Regions from separate parts of the Rattus norvegicus genome. Here region 1 is linked to region 2. Evidence: chromatin contacts called from public Hi-C data. All regions are on one chromosome and are shown on one strand. The core of a region is the stretch at or near the end of the contact, and the rest is flanking DNA. Distances in the headings are between cores, read along the strand shown.

Region 1 (2,832 bases), core at 102-2,601, 80 kb after region 2:
GTGGTGCTGGGAAGTGAGCCTACGTGAGCAACCAATGCTCTTAACCACAGAGCCATCCCTCCATTGTCCCATAATGTCTCTTGTTGAGTGATAGTTTTACATCCTTAAAAAGGGTTTTACATTCACACCTGTCCGCTAAGCTAGCAGTTCCACAGCCCAGGGTCAAAGCGTTGGACTTTTTACTGTCTTTACTGTTCACTGTTTTCACTGTTTGCTCCCAGGTTGATTTGCAGTGCTTCGACATGATCTCTGATCGCATCATGGTCGGACAACGTCACCACACAATGCTGTCACTTCTACCGAAGGGGCTTTTTTTTTTTTTCTTTTTTTGCTTGTGTGTGTGTTGTGTGTGTGCGTGTTCACATGTGTTGGGGCTCACATATGCGCATGTTTATATAGAAGCCAGAGACTCTTGATAGTGGGTGTCTTCTTTGGTCACTCCATTGAGGGGGGCGCTAGAGAGATGGCTTAGCCATTGAAACTAGGCTTACAAACAAAAAGACAAGCGTCTGTCAAGCCAGCCTGTTTTAAACCAGGATCTCCCTCCCACTGTCCACTGAATGCTGGGGTTACAGGCTTGCATCACTACCACTAGTTTATGTGATGTTAGGGGTGGAGCCCAGAGCTTTGTGAACTACAGTAGCTCTAGAAGCTGGGAAGCCGGGACTCAAAGCCTTCCCCAGACGCACAGGTACAAACAGAGCAATCGCGAAAACCCACGGAGAGCGCCAGATCTTCCAGGACCAAAGTGTGGTGGGAGCCTGTTGGGTTCGGTTTGGTGGCCTGGCATTCAGAGAAGGGCACTCGAAATGCTCCAAGGCTTCTTCAGATCCAGAGCTGGAGGGGGCCAGAAAGAACAACCCTAGCAGCCAATAGTCAGGCCTCAGAACTGACTATAACGTACGCAGGCCACGCCCTGAGTCACCTCTGGGATTGGCCAGATGCTCGCTGTGCTCTACCTTGATTGGTTACCTTTTTACGCCCCGCCCAGTCGCCCTGCCGGCTTCGGGTCAAAGTGTGGTTGCAACCTGGGTTTAGGGTCCTGGGCAGGGAGTACCCCCTGGTTTGGGCATCAGGACGGCTCCTTGTCCCCGTGATCTTTGTTCGCCCGGATCAGAGCTCTGCGGTCAGAACGAAGGAGCAGGGCACCCTTGGCACGCTGACGCTTGGCCACAGCAGCGCCGATCCCCCAGGGCTGTCCTCAATATCACAGCGGGCTCCAAGGAGCGGGTATTTTCCTGGCCTGGAGCGAATGGAATGGCCCAAGCCCTGAGCATGTGTGGACACCGATACATCTGGAGGGTTCTTGAGCACGTCTGCTTCAGCGACTGGAGCTGACATTCGCTTTAAAAGAAATCAAAGGAAAACACCCCCAACAGGGCAGTGGTGGCATATGCACTCCTTTAATCCAAGCGCTCAGGAGGCAAGAGGCAGGTGAACCTCTGAGAATTCGAGGCTAGCCTCGTCTACAGAGCGAGCTCCAGAACAACCAGGGCTGCACAGAGACAACCTATTTACAAAGACAAAACCAAACGAACAAAAAGAAAAGAAAAACACCCAAATCACCTGTTCCTATGCCCTTTAGGGCTGACACAGAAATCCATTGCAAAACTCTTTGGAAGAAGTCACAGCTGAACTAGAAGAAACTTCCATCCAATGTAAGCACCCTTGGGATAGCTTTTTCCGAAGTCATAGCACAAGTGATAAATTCACACTAACCCTGCCCAACCACCAGAACCATATAAAAAATACCTTTTTGTACTCTGTAGTCATTGGCACTGGCTGACTGAGACAGTGAGTGTGCTTAGCTCTTCATTAGGGTGTAAAATAGAGCATGGAATTCCCACCCCACAAATGCCTCAAGTTGTTTATCCTTTCTCCAAGAGCAAAAGATTGTATGAACTTACAGCCAATGGAGTCCCGATCTTAGCTCAGTGAGGGCCATGGAAACCTCCCTGGTGTCTTGGCATCTTAAAACACTGAAGTTGGCATTGTCCATTTCCAGTTCTGACCCTCCACGCTCAGTATAGCAAATTTAGCAAGGCAAAGACACAGGTCATTCAACTTCCATCCCCTCTACTTTTCTTAATCCTTGGACAAAGGAAACAGAAAGAACTCGGGGGGGGGGGTGGGTGGCGGGGGACAAATACTATACTCTAATGACTCTCGGCCTGAACTTTGTCTCTTAAATCTATTCAGGCAATAGTGTCGCATGCCTTTAAGCCCCGGCACTCAGGAGGCAAAGGCAGGCAGATCTCTGTGAGTTCGAGGCCTGCTTGGTTTGCAGAGCAAGTTTCAGGCTAGCCAGATAACCAGGGCTACACAGAGGAACCCTGTCTCAACACCCTACCCCACCCATACTCCCCAAATCTAGACTTTTCCCACAGAAACAAAGATCTTTGGAGTTTTGGTCCTTACTTACCTTCTTTTTTTTTTTTTTGAGTCAGGGTCTTCTGTAGCCAGTCTAGCTTTGAACTCCCAATCTTTTGGCATACATCTCCCAAGTACTGGGATTATAGGCATATACCGCTACACACCCAGCAAAACATCCCTTTTTAAAGTAAGCTTTGGAAGCCAAGAATGGTGCCACCTGCTTGCCCTCCCAGCCCTGGGGAAGCTCAGACAGGAGACTGCTGCAAATTTGAGACTAAGCTCAGTTACCTATTGAATTCAAGACTATCCTGGGCTACGTACGGTAACACAAGCAAATGCTGCTGGACAATAGGCTGCCATATGGAGGAATTGTGCTGAGGTATGGCTCAGTGACAAAGTGCTCACTTAACCTGTGAGTGCTAGCCCTGGGTTTGGTTCCCAGCACTGAAGAGTAAAAAG
Region 2 (2,700 bases), core at 132-2,631:
TCCCCACTAGAATCATAGTTATTTTTCTTTGTTAAGGAGAGAAGTTTAGGCTTACAACTGTTCTGCTTTGGCCTTTGCTTTGAAAGGTCGCCCCTGAAAGGCAGCCAGCAGAGGGAGAGGGTGGGGGAGGAGCTCGAGGCTGGGTTTTTTGTTTGTTTGGTTTTTTTTTTTTATGACTTTTGCAGCCCCCCCCCCCTTTTTTTTTAAAGGAAAAGGCCTTGGAGTACAAAGGGTGTTTCCAACTGGGGTCCCTATAGTTAAAAACATACCACAGGGATACTTTCGGGCACTTGATAAAATGATGAATGGGCCAGGAATGGAATGAGGCCAGATGGCAGCTGGGGGTTGGGGGGGGGGGGGGCGTGCAGAATTGGAAGTGGCAGAATCCTGATGCTAAACACTGTCACTCTGAAGGAAGTGTCCTTGAAGGCACTGAGAAATGAAGGCAGCTATCCCAACAGGCTTTGTCTCGGTGCGTTTCCTCACCTGCATTTCGTTCATAGTCCCCGATGAATCGTTTAGTGAGGAACCGGACCACCAAAGCTGCAATTCAGGAAAAAAAAAAAAAAAAAAAAAGACTGATCATTAACCCCCTAAGTTAGATGGGTCTCCGCCCCACCCCCACCTGGAAAACAACTCTTCCAAAGAAAGTCACAGCCGGCCACCGAGGGAAATTCCTATCCTGTAGCTCCTTGACCCTCTGCCAGACACGAGGAGGAAGAAGCCGAGTGAATTACGGCTCTGCCAGCGGGAAGGGTCTCGTGGCCCAGCCCCCTCCTTGGGCCACACCTAAACCTTCCAGCAGGCGAACTTCTTCCTAACCTTACAGAACTCCAGGACGGGTTACAGTCACTATCTCCCCATCCCGCCCCAGATCCTGCCAGAAGCCCTAAAGTTCTACTCCGGCCCGAAAGTCTGCGGCCCGCTCAGGGCCCCAGTGACCCTCTTCCGCTGAAGCAGGGACATGAAGGGGCGGAGGATCCCGCTGCAACGCCCACCTCTCTCATCTCCAGTCCGGGCCCGGGTCGCCAGGTCCCGTCCCGTCCCGCCCCTCGGCCAAGCGGGTTCCTCGCTTGGACTCACCGGTCTTGCCCACGCCACTGGCCCCCACCACGGCGATCTTGACGAGCCGGCGGCCTGCAGCCCCCAGGCAGCAGTCGGCAGCGGTGCTGCCCGGGGCGGGGTACTCTGCGATGGTACACATGTTCTGGATGAGACGCATCGCCGCTCCGGCCGGGCTTCACCGCGCGGGGAGGGAAGTTGAGGACAGGAGACGGCTCGCGTTGCAAAGAGAGAAGGGCACCCGGTCGGACGCCGCGCGGGCAGAGACTGGAAAGAACCCCCGGGGAGAAAGCGACTAGACGAAGGGCTCAGCAGTTCCAATTCGCGGCTGGGCTGGCAGCGGCCCGGGCGCGGATTTTCTCTGGCCCAGGCCCCGCCTCCATTCCATCAGCCAATCCCCGGCCGCCCCGCTCCACGCCCCGCCCACGGCCTGCACAAAGAGGCGGCGCCCCCACGAGGGCCCAAAGCGAGTGCGGAGCCCCGTGAGATCCACGGAAAACAGGGCGGCTGGCGCGAGGGTGGCAACGTGCTGGACCCATCCGGCTCCCGCTGCGCTAGCACGCGGCCGCACCGGTGGCTGTGGGGCCACGGGGTCTCAGATCCGCGTGGGGGATCTGTCCGTGTCTGCTGGGTCTCAGGTCCGCGTGGGGGGAATCTGTCCTTGCCTTCGTGGGAGACTTGTCCTGTCTGCGGGGTCTCAGATCCGCGGTGGTCTCAGATTCACCCATCCTTGTCTGCCCACCTCGCTGCTGGGCCTCCATAGGTCAGTCCGGAGGCATTCTCCTTATTTGGTCCCAGGTCCCCTAACTTCTCTGACCACTGCCAACATCCGACTGGCTTCTCCATCTCTGACCCAAGGAACCTGCCGGAGAATCCCACAGGTCCCTGACTTATTTGACCCTGTCCTGTGCTCCTGCGCTGGAGACACCATTGCACTGGCTTGGCCACATACAAAGTATTTTCCTGCATTATACAATTTTCCCATCACTATATTCATAAACAAAGAGATAGCCCTCCCTGGCCTAAAATGTGGCATTTGTCTTGGGGGCAAAATACCCATTTTGCTCTAGTTCTTGCCAATAGTGCCAGTCCACAAGAAAGCACAAACGTGGAAAGCAAGTGCTGCATCCTTAGAGGCGAAGCCAAGCCAAACCAAATCGTCCCTAGAACAAGCGTGCATCTCTAATTCAGTCATGCCTCCTCCCAGAGCTGTGAAAGGTAAGAAAAGCAGTCAGTGCAGCGTGGATTGGATTCACAGCGAGGCAGAGGGGCCCCACGTTTAGTCTAGTCATAAGGCAAGAGTTAGTTAAATATGGCTTGATGCCAAGGAAGATGAGGGGTCTAGCCCTCATAAAATACCTAGTATCCCGGTGTTCTCATCAGAGAACCCCACAGTCAACTGCTGGCCAGATCCCAACTTCAGCAACCTACTTTATCGCCACTGCCACGCCCTTACAACCTTCAAGGCCATTTATCTTGGTGCCTAATACAGCAAAGCCAGTGACATTTTGTACACCCTCATTAAAGGTAGAAAGGTTAAAAGAAGCTAATTCCAGTTTCTACACACAGCTTCTTGTTTGATCACCTCCCGCTCTGGACTTTATTCACCAGGTATTAGAAGAGAATTAACCATCCTAC

What was found. Hi-C and Micro-C count contacts between places; a contact is called where the count stands out from the background.
Region 1: a Hi-C map of liver shows a contact between it and region 2, with 8 times the contacts expected there. The contact joins the enhancer-like site here to the promoter of Rasl11b in region 2. A contact is called at or near these places in 3 of 12 Hi-C or Micro-C datasets (kidney and liver).

Annotation. Positions count from the first base shown.
Region 1 is chr14:34,451,555-34,454,386 of GRCr8, forward strand. No RefSeq gene overlaps it. Among named protein-coding and RNA genes, the nearest start is that of Dancr, 29 kb to the right of the region's middle. Within about 2 kb of position 1,352, at least 60 of the 93 cell types and tissues checked have an H3K27ac peak or open chromatin away from gene starts, as enhancers often do. A contact at or near this core is called in kidney and liver, where this site is marked.
Region 2 is chr14:34,371,869-34,374,568 of GRCr8, forward strand. Rasl11b (RAS-like family 11 member B) reads right to left here and starts at 1,382. Exons shown (of 4, transcript NM_001002830.2): 1 at 1,084-1,382; 2 at 487-543. The coding sequence starts at 1,222.